Regions from separate parts of the Triticum aestivum genome. Here region 1 is linked to region 2. A link is a contact called in public Hi-C data. All regions are on one chromosome and are shown on one strand. The core of a region is the stretch at or near the end of the contact, and the rest is flanking DNA. Distances in the headings are between cores, read along the strand shown. Region 1 holds the start of LOC123066010 (myb-related protein 308). Region 2 holds the start of LOC123071585.

Region 1 (5,664 bases), core at 142-2,641, 410 kb after region 2:
TACTATGCACTATAGAGGTAGTAATATAAACTACCAGTAACATATGCATGTTACTAATCTAAGTTACTCCCTACTATGACCAGCCTTAGCGTGGTGCATTGCGAGCTTGAGAATCCGGGTTGCGATTACATGAGGAACTACGAGGACTCTGCGCAGCTTGGAAAGAAATGCATCCAACCTGGTTGTGGTTACGGCTTCAGTAACCTGTCCCTTGCAGGGTCAAGGGACAAATAATTACTGTGATTGTAGTATCGTGCACGCATGAATTAGTTACTGCTGTTGAGCTTATTAATTTGCTTGCAGACACTGTGGCCACCGAAGTAATGGATGTACAGTTAGGTAAACCACATTGCCACTCAGGCACTGACAGCTAGCCACACACTACTAGGCCCTTGGTCCTTAATGGCTAGCTAGCCTGCGCTGCACTGTTCAAAGAGGAAGAGGAAGAAGAAGAGGAAAAGCTTTGTCTACCGGGTCGACACGGAGCAGGCGCCACGCCCACCGCCACCAGCCTACGCTAGCATGCAGTGTACAGTGCTGTCGTATATTGACTTGGCCACAGTGTTCCGCCCTGCCATGACCATCGTATCACCCATGCATTGGACCGGCTAACAGGGAACAAAGCGAAGTAAACTAGACGTCTCCTGTTGTTTATCGCTGCAGGTATACTAGTACTACGAACGAAGGAGCTCGACGAAGAAAATCCACAGGGCGAAAAGCTCAGCTGTCAGCCGCAGTTACCCAACACTGACGAAGGGGACTTGTGAAACAAAACAAAAGGTATAGATGTACGTATATGAAGTGTTAGTGGCGTATGAGGTATCGCCATTACTACTGCCACCCTCCGTGGACTTTTCGCGCATAGCACCACAGATTAAGACCCGTGCCTACCTGCCAATTACGCCATCCAACTTCCAACACCGCGTACTCCAACCCATGTGTTCCATCTCGAGCTCCGGGAAGGTAGGTTCAGCCGTCGCCTGCATTGATTTCGCGGCAGGACCGCAGATTAGAATGCGATCTACTCATACATGATCGTGCCTCCGTGCAACAGCTCCATCAATGGCGCTCCGTGCACGGCGGCCAGCCCGCCGAGCCGAGGCCGCGGAACCCTCCCGGCTCCTCCGTGGCATCCGAGAGAGAGACGAACCCACGTCTCGGCGGCAAGTGGCAGCGGCCCAGAGCACACAGAACACACTGCACGGTGGCGGGCTGCCGACCCGTGCAGTAGGAGCGATTGCCGTCCGCGCACAGTGATCCAGCCAGCTAGCCAGCGCTGGGCGTGGGGCGTGGTTTGACCCCGTACCAACCCGCGCGGCCACCTACCTAGCTACCAGGCTATATATCGTAGCTGGACGGAACGGCCGGGCTGCACTTGCATTGCATGGGACTTGTCACTTGTGGCCCCGTGGGGGAGGGGAGGACGACGCGCCTGCGCTGCTGCATCTGCACGGGCCTACGGGAGGGAGGGGATGGAGATGGATGCACTTGGATTGGAATGCACAGTGGCGCACAGCGTGCCCCGGAGGCCGGTGGTTCGCGGCGGGCATCATTGCGTCCTTTTGGATTGCACTTGGCTGAGAGCTACCGCCGACCCGTTGGAGCTGGATCCGGATCCGATGCATGATAGTGCGTCGGTTGGTTCGTTCGTCGGGACGGAGGCATGTACGGCCGGGACTCGAAGCACCGAGACCGATCAGCCGACGGCCATCGAGTTACTTAATAAATAAATAAAGAGAAAAAAGGAGCTTGTGTTGAGGGAGGGGTATGGTAAATCCGGGGGAAATGCCCTTTGGTCCTTAGGTGTATCTACACCCAATATGAGGAAAAATGATGAAAATATTACTGTAGAAGTTTTTTTTTAATAAACTTAACTTTCATTTGCATCAGTATATAAATTGCCGTGAATAGAAAACCACCCTTGATGCCAGGGATTTTTTTGAGGTCAATGGTCTTTCTTGTGGAATTTACAAGTACAATGATAAGTCAAGCTTATTTCAAAAATATTTTTAGAATTTTTGACTTATTATTATTATGATTATGATTATTATTATTACTACTATTACTATTATTATTATTATTATTCAAGGAAACTTCTGATCTATTCATCAATGCCATGGCAGTACAAAGAACATAGAAATGATAAAAATTACATCTATGTCTATAGACCACCTAACAATGACTACATGCCCTGGAACGAGTCGTGAAAGCGCGCCGCCCGTCATCAACCTTTCCTCACTGGAGCCGGGCCGAACTTAGCGGAAGACAATCAGTAAGTTGCCGTGCTACGACCCCACAGGACCAGCGCACCGGAACAGCAACAATCATCGATGAAGAGATTTACAAATCAAAATGATCTAACTTGTAGACACACGTATGAAGACGAATAAAGACCGAATCGAAGCAGATTCACCGAAGACCAGCACCGACCGAATCATGTGGGATCCGCCAACACACCTGCACATGCCCTACGATAACGCTAGGCGCACGACCGAAACAGAGAGAGAACCTTATCTCACCTTTAAGAAGCCACCATCGCCTCTTCTTCGTGAACGCGACAGAAACCCTAAACGACACAAAAGATATATCCGGCCGGTGTTTCACTCATTTTAAACCAACCACAATTCACAAACCGAAGCTTGCTGTGGATTTCTGGTTCTGGCCAACATCGTTACTGTTGCTTCTGACCTAGGCAGTAGCCGGCTAGTACTAGGACGGAGCACCGCACCACCGTACGTAACTTCGTTTTCCCCTGCGTACGCGGTGAAAATTTCGCGGTTTCGTGCCGGTTCCGCGGGGCCGACAACGATCCCTCGCTGATGGCAGGATAGAGAGAGACGACGGCAACTAAGAGCAGTGAGCAGAAAGACGGTGAAGGTGCGCCGTGGGACGCATCTAACCCGCAAGTACTAAAAGGCAGCGCGTCCCAGGATCCAGCCATGACTTGGACCGCTCGTTTCGCTGTTGCTGAGGCTTGAGACGCCGCGCGCACCATGCATCCGTCGATCACGCCCGCCGCGCTCCGGCGGTGGCTAGCGCACGCGCTGACTTGTGCTGCAAACACCGATCGGGCGAACGCACACATGCTGCCACTTGCGCCGGCACGCCTAGTGCTTGGGTGCACGTACAGTGCCCCGCATCTTGACTCGTGACAGGGTCGATCTCGCTCCATAATTTGTCCACTCTGGGTACCGACGACTGGCTCGATCGAGGCATGCACCACCACAACTTGTTACGCTACGTCGCACGCGCAGGCAGGCAGGCAGGCAGGCCTGCGCGCCCAAAGATATTGGGTTTCTTCTTGACGTCGATTCGTATGCATGGTGGCTTAGCCTAGTTGCGCATGCGGTATCGCCTCTCGTCTACCCCACTTGTTCCAGCCCCTCTCTTTTTTCTTGGACGGAAATTGTCAGATCTACTATAAAAATTCATCGGAAATACAAAACACCTCAACTATAATAAAATTTACATGGGCCACTCGCCTCTGCCGATATACGTACGCCATCCTTCCACAGGCGCAACAGCAACAAAACGCTGGGTAAAACTTTTGTTTCGTCGCGGTCGGCATCATCGATGATCGATCGAGACGATGCGTCTATCGACATAATAAATCCACCCGTGTGGAGCGGTAACGGTTGGCTTCCAAACAGTAGAATTAGATTAACACGGCTAAGCTACCAGTACACATACAGTACCGATCTCTCATCACCGTCGGTGTTGGTGTATAGTACAACCGCAGACCATTCGCGCAGGCGGTTGAGTGAGTGTAACGGGCAAGCAAATGGGAAAAAGGTTACGATGCAATTAACACCTTGAAAACGCCGTGCAGTAACTTTTTCTTCTCCAACGAATCAGGGGACTCGCGGTGTCGTCACTGTCCTAACTGCTACCCTCTCCCCTTATCCCAGGCAAGTGAAAGTAGATCGGTCCGCTCCGTTCCATCCGTAGATACGCCATCCGTGCACGGCCACACGAGTAATAATATACATGTCTACATTAGTTTTGACATCTTGCAACCCAAGCGAAGTGTCGCTTTTACGTACGATGGATCATGCGTCCGCCGGGCGGATCCACCGAGCGGCGCAGTCGGCAGTGCCCAACGGAAACGGCAACCCGGCCGGCCGGCGGCGCGTCAGTTTTGACCCCCGGGGGATCACCTGATTATTTTAAGCGGAGCGAGCTCACCCGGGCTACCAACCAGGCCGAGTGCTGGCTGGACACGAACTACCTAATCAAGGTTTAAATTATTGCCTTGGCGCCAAGAGGGGGATGACAGAATCATAGAAAAATGGGGTTAGTCACGCACGCATGACAAGCGCTAGGGACACGGGCGCACAGCTAGGGGGCTTTGCTTGTTAGCTAGGCAATCGGTGGCGGTTGCTCCACCAAATTTTGGGACGTGTTCCTGCACCATGATTTCGTTTTTGTTACGAGAAGCTCGTTCTTTAATTAGGCGCACGACGCTGGAATTACGGTTGAGCTAACGAACGGACGAACGCTTACCATGCAGTGCTACGAGTAGAAAGAAGGGTACTCCAATTCCAACACATGTCACGTGACTTGCTACAAGTCTTCTAATATTATAGTCCTTGAAAATGGATTTACAATCTTTTTGTGCAATATTTGTGTAAGGGACCTCTGCGCTCAAGCAAATCTTGGGTTTTTTTTTTTTTTTTTTTGCAAAGAGAATGAACTGATATCAGCTGGACGGCTAGTGGAGGTGGCTGTACCAAAGCCAACTAAAGACCAAATTTAGGTTTAGATGCACGACGACTCAAGTTTTTTTTTAGTTGTGTTCTTGATGAAAACAATTCTCTGGAACAACTTTGTGGAGAAGCACTCCCTTCGAGGGGGAGGCAGATCCGTTTTGCAACCACCAAAGCCCCAAAGCTACTCCACTCCGGCAAGTACAACAAGGAATCAAACACGTTAGCTGCGCCGCGCCCACATCTTTACTCGCTCGCCGCTCACAAGCATCCTGCGACGCCCACCCAAACCCAACCCAACCCCGACGCACGCCCCTCGCGCCCGCGCAGGCAGTCAAATCCCCCAAAGGGATCGGGTCAATGGAGCGAGAAACCACCACCAACACCCAGCAAAAGAACCACCAAAAAGCTCTGCTATCGCCGTCACGACCCCCATATATACGCGCGCCTCGCCCTCCACGGCGCGGCCACACCTCCACCTCCCCTGCTGCGTACAACCGCGAGCTCAAACTCCGAGCTACCTCCACCCCAAGAAAAGGCGCGCAGGGCAGAAACAGAGCGGGAAGCAAGCAGCCATAGGCAGCGCCGGCATGGGGAGGTCGCCGTGCTGCGAGAAGGCGCACACCAACAAGGGGGCGTGGACCAAGGAGGAGGACCAGCGCCTGATCGGCTACATCAAGGCGCACGGCGAGGGGTGCTGGCGCTCGCTGCCCAAGGCCGCGGGGCTGCTGCGCTGCGGCAAGAGCTGCCGCCTCCGCTGGATGAACTACCTCCGCCCCGACCTCAAGCGCGGCAACTTCACCGACGACGACGACGAGCTCATCATCAAGCTCCATGCCCTCCTCGGCAACAAGTAAGCACCCGATCACGATTTCAATGCGCATCGGCGCCTCCGCCTCTTCTTTCCTCTGCGTCCGTCCCTGGTTTCTTGGAGATGGGCAGTTATTGACTAAAGCCG
Region 2 (5,641 bases), core at 2,622-5,121:
AGTGGTTTTCCTAATGGGGTCCGATCCTGGAACTTTTTGCTTATTTTCCCTTGCACCCCAGTACAGGCTTTCACAAGTACCATGTGACGGTTTTCTACTTTTACTGATATTCTGATCCAAATACGGCGACGTGCTAAAATTAGACGAGGAGGACGAATCCAAGGAACCCTCCCTATGACCGAAGGGTCCATGCAACATGGATGCTGTTTGCTTGTCCTGTGATGGTTGATGACTTGGTGGGCAATCACAGGCCTCTGCCCTAACCGAGTGCATCGCGAAGTTCTTTAAAATTGATGGATCAGATCCTTTAGGTTGGTTATTTTGTCTTCTAAATATCTTTTCACCTTCATCAACATCAGGCCTGCAACACAATGTGGAGTGGAGCATTAGCATTCACTACATTGCATATGGTCGTTTTAAAGTACTGAGCACCTTACCCTGAGTTTAAAATGAGTGTGTCTCCAATACGGCTAACAGCAATAGATACTTGTGCCTTAGAGTAAGGTATTTTAAAGATCTGCTTTAGAATATCAGTTGGAGCAATCACATCTATTTCATCGCCATATTCAGCTAGGCCTGACACAGCTAGTGCTTCACACTTCCTTGATAAGTTTTGGTTGAAAAGTCCGCTTCCACACCGTAATCCTGAAGAATATGAACAAACATAATCAACGGAAATGTATTTCATGCCAAACAACTTCAATATTTGGGACTATTGGATCATGCGGACAGCGGTGTAATAAGCACACTGCCTAGATGGTAGTCGGCCGCATATTTGGTGCTAGTGGGGGACCACGAATACCTGATCCAGAAGCCTATCAGCACCATTAGATGTTTATAATCGCCTGACTAATGCAATTAGTCTGATAATTTCTGTGCAATCACGCAACGAATTCGTGAAGTCCAAAAAAGAACACAAGGTTTTTACCAGATCTGCTGACACGAAGCAGAGCAATCACGGATGGGTACCATCAAAGATGTCAGTACCACCCCATGATGTCGCCTAAGCCTTTTGAACTTGTTCGTGTGCTAGATGGAATGCTCACCTCACAGTTTATCCCCTGAGCCGATGGGGTTAGAGCTTTTATTGGAAACGGCAAAGGGAAGGTGGAGAGCTAAGAACGGGAACAGTTAGATAGATGTAGAAGGGAAAGGCGAAGGCTCACATGACCAAAAGGGGAGGTGCTTCCTTATCTTATTACGTAGGATCGCCTTTATCATCTGTTGTTTGTTTGTCTGAAGTGGCTTGCTAGGCTTTCTACTAACCACCCCAATATTCTTTAGTCTGTTTTTATTAATTCCAAATATATCATCAATGCATTAATGTGAGCACATAGTTTTCCATATAATCGGTAGGCGGCAGTCGGCCACCCGTACTTTGTCTTCAGCAAAACTGGTGGACAGCAGATCACTTTTGCAAATTGTAGGAATGATGTGGCAGTGGCCTAGGTGGCATCCTGCGGGTAAGTGCCGTTTCAGATAATTAGAGCAAGGTTAGTGGGCTGGAAGATAGATGTTGTCGACAGCAATAGGAAGAGAGAAATATGTTTCTTGCCTGCCTTTAAAAACAATAACCCCCTACTATGAATTCCCAACATGATACAAATTCTTAGCTATTTCTATATCTCTAGCTTGCATAATCTTCTTGTGGACTCTTTCCTAATATGCCTAACTCTCCTCCTGGATTACTAATTTATGTTTCCTGCTGTGCGCCATGGACTACTACAGTTTCACCTCCTGTGCTTTACACAGTTACACTACAGCACTGGTATCTCAAACAGACTGATTCCCGTTATTTGAAAGGTTTTGCTGCTGCATGTACCACTGCAGCAAAAGCTCATCGGATGAGATAGAAAGGTATCATGAACATGAAATAGCAAACCCCAAAGCTGGTATTTTCACTCTCTCACAGCCTCACTTCTTACCTCAGATTTACAAGGGTAATACTCACAAGAAGAAGCATATACAAGTTTAACAATGTACCGGGTGGGGGGGGGGGGGGGGGGGGGGGGTTGTATTTATTGCTACCGACCAAATATGCTTGAATAATAATTCACCAGGTCATGTTACCTAGAGTTTTCACAGGTACCATCCATCAACTGTAAATACCAAACATCATTTAATTATATAGGGTGTGGCTGAGAAATCACTTGGATACATGTAAAAGGCATCCAATAGTGACAGTTTTGACTCACATATGCTTACCACATGCTAAAACAGTTATAATTTTAATAGTGCACGCATGTTTTTACCATCAGTAATGCTGCCTTATACTACAAACCGCCAAGAAGCCTAGAATCTTTATTTGATGATCAAACTATAACAACGAAGGCTCGACAGAGGTCACCTTCAGTACTCTTCGCATCCGTTGGGAAAACCTTCTCCGGGAGGTTTGGAATCACGGGGAGTGTGTTGAGGTCAGTCTCCAGTGGCAGCATTTGATACCTTGGAGCTCCAGTCCCAGTCCTACAATATTTGTGACAATAAGAGCAAGATTAAACTAGTGGTTCTCCTTACTCAGACATTTGCAGACAAGGGGAAATCTCATTTGATAGCAGTAATGTGTCACTTTACACTTCCCAACATGATTTTGCCTACATACTCCTTAGCTGATGCTGTCTGAATGCAAAAAAAAAAAGAGAGAGAGAGCACGTGCGGCGTGTGTGTGTGGAAATAGTGTCCACCACCATTCTATGTTCCAGCAAAAATATCTATATTCTGCAGGTTTGCAAGTTGTAACCGCTCCATTGATATACGGTGCATTCACGATCACTGGACCAGTCGTTGCTAAAAGCAGCAAGCCCGCCCGTAATCACTTCACCATAGTCACTCTGCCCCCAAATATACCATAACAAACCACTAACCGAAAGAAGCGATTGACATTTCATCTCCAGGCTCTACTCGGACATTTGCGGACTACAAGAAATTTCATTCGGTAACAGTTACGCGTCACTTTACACTTCCCAGCATGATTGTGACTACATACTCGTTAGTTGATGCTGTCCAAATGAAAAGAGAAAGGGTGGAGATAGTGTCCCCCACCACTCTAGGTTGTAGGTTCCAACACAAAATCTATGTTCTGCTAGTTTGTAAGTTGTAACCGCTACAATGAGATACAGTGCGTTCACCATTCGCTAGACCGATCTTTGCTGCAAGCAGCAAGCACGCCGGTTGATCATTCGCCATAGCCACTCTCCCCCAAAATAATATCATAACAACCCAGTAACTGAAGAAGGGATTCACATTTCATCTCCAGGATCTACTATACAAGTACCGTCTTAAGCCCTCACAAACGAATCACAATCAGGAACAATTCTAACTGCACAAGCAAAGCAGATAGTGCTCTCCCCCAATCGCATTCTACCTCAAATTCGCCAGCACAGCCCTCGACATCCCACAACCGCACTCAACACGCAAGCCCTAAGCAACATAATCGCTCGGGTGATTCGGATTGAACAGCCTCCCGATGGATTCGATCAGGAGCCTGCATCAGAGCCCATCAAATCGCACGAAGCATCAGCTAGAGGCACCTAGACTTGTGCACGCGCCACTTCGATCGAACAAGCGCAGGGGCGCGGAGAATCGAGAGGAGGGGGAGCTCACGGGGAAGCGGAGGGGAGGAGGGCGGGGAGGTAGGCGGAGTCGTCGGTGGGGACCGGGAGGGAGCCCACGCGGAGGTAGCGCGCAGGCGGCGGCGCGGCGATCTCCAGCCGCCCCACGCACTGCATCTCCCCCGACGCGTCCATCGGAGCCGTCCTTCCTCCTCGCCGCCGGCGTCGGCTTGTGGAGCTCGCTCGGATCGCGGCAGCGGCAGCGCGTTCCGTGCCCGGCTTGACGAACGCCCACGGAGTCAGTGGAGAGTGCTAGACGCTTCTACCGCTCCCCTTTGGGCCTGTCATGGAGTCAGACCTGGGCAGATGGGCTGGCACGGCCCGACCTGGGCTAAAGTGTGCCACGGCACACTTACTACACGGGCCGTGTGATGCCCGTGTAATGACCTTGGCTAAAGTCCCCTAAAAAAAAACTTACTATACGGGCCGTGTGATGCCGGCCGGGAGTGCGCCTTAGTTTTGCAGGGATTAAACTGGGGAATATCTTTTGCTCAAAAAAAAAACTGGGAAATATCTAGCCTTTTCGGCGATAAAATGTCAAGGTGTGACTGACCTAAAGTGTTCTCACTTGCTCTTGACTTATCACTTGAGGACATACAAATAGCTTCAGACTGTCAAGGTGTGATCAAACATATCCATAAAAATATGGCTACACTCTAGCATTATTAAGGACATCAGTCTTACATCTCTGCAGTTCTCTCGCAGTTCCTTCACCTTTAAAAGAAGAGAAACTAATCTTAAGACATATAGCCTCGCTAAACATACTCTAGGCCTTTCTTTAAGATGCCATGTGTGGCTCCTTAATCCGCCGGATCTACATTGCATTTTTATGAACTTTTATAATCAATAAAGTGGAGTGTATTTAGACTCCAAAAAAAGGTGTCGGTTGAGTGGGGACCTCATGTGGGGCGCTGGCCAAGAGAGCTCCTTGTTGGCGCCTTAGGACACCCTTATGTCTCGCTTTAAGTGAGCACGGGGGGAAGCCTCACGTCGGGGGGAGCCCAGATGGGCCGGTCCAACCGCTTGGGGGAGAGGAGGGTGAGACTCGAGGGGCGGCGGCTAGGGTTTTCTCCCTCGGGTCGCCCGCGGGGGCGACGCGAGGGGATGAGACAAATGGGAGAGATTTTCACTTTCCGGCCTCTGCACCAACCAGGGATGCATACAACCATTTTAGTATGAGTACCAAGATAAATATGGTCCTCAGAATTTGATAGATCAATACCATAGTTACCATACCAGTGCATAAGTTAACTCGGAAAAAGAGAGATTGAATACCTAGCAACTATATGCAGAACTTGCCCGAACATGACAACATAAAAAATACAACTGTGAATATTAAAAAAAGTACTTGACATCTAACAAATATTTTTTTAATATTAAAAAATGTACTGTATTTATTAAGTTACTTGTATCAGTACATATTTTTTAATGTTATTGTTGTAACATATAATGTTGATTTGTGAGATGCTACTCGTTATGTTGAGAACCAGTTCATTAAATTTACAAAGTTTATTGTATTACTTGTTGTATTAGATTATTTATGAATGTTATGTGTTCTGATGATTTAAAGTTAATGCTTGAATTGTTCATAAATATTTATATGATATATACATACATGCATTTGTATGGTATATTGACTTGTTTTATGTTTTTGTGATAAAATATGTCGTCTAAGTCAAGTTATTTAGCAAGTATGACATCGAAATGTGATAGATATTTAAGATATTATTACACTGAAGGAGATGACTCAAGCGGTAACTCTGAATCTAGATTGAAGGTAGATCGTGTTCGTGCTGTTCTGAATGGATTTACGGGGTACAAAAAAATTATGCTCTGGTAAATCAAATTTGATGGTTTGTTGAACTTACTTGCAATTAAAAAGGTTTATATTAAACTTAGTACATTTCTTGTAAGTGCAATAGATGTAAGGATCAGCGCACTAAGATGTCTCTAGATAGGAAACTCAAATTCTATACCAGAAATATGCACAAAGTATTTGGGATTTCTTTTGGACCTAGAGATATTTATGA

The links. A called contact is a pair of places that touch in the nucleus more often than the background predicts.
Region 1: a contact with region 2 is called in a Hi-C map of leaf, with 4 times the contacts expected there. The contact joins the enhancer-like site here to the promoter of LOC123071585 in region 2. A contact is called at or near these places in 2 of 5 Hi-C or Micro-C datasets (both in leaf).

The regions. Positions count from the first base shown.
Region 1 is chr3B:668,095,675-668,101,338 of IWGSC CS RefSeq v2.1, forward strand. It overlaps LOC123066010 (myb-related protein 308), which reads left to right and starts at 5,149. Exons shown (of 2, transcript XM_044489182.1): 1 at 5,149-5,559. The coding sequence starts at 5,297. Within about 2 kb of position 1,392, at least 6 of the 8 cell types and tissues checked have an H3K27ac peak or open chromatin away from gene starts, as enhancers often do. A contact at or near this core is called in leaf, where this site is marked.
Region 2 is chr3B:667,684,626-667,690,266 of IWGSC CS RefSeq v2.1, forward strand. It overlaps LOC123071585, which reads right to left and starts at 3,872. Exons shown (of 9, transcript XM_044495161.1): 1 at 3,604-3,872; 2 at 2,348-2,466; 3 at 438-645; 4 at 1-361. The coding sequence starts at 3,746.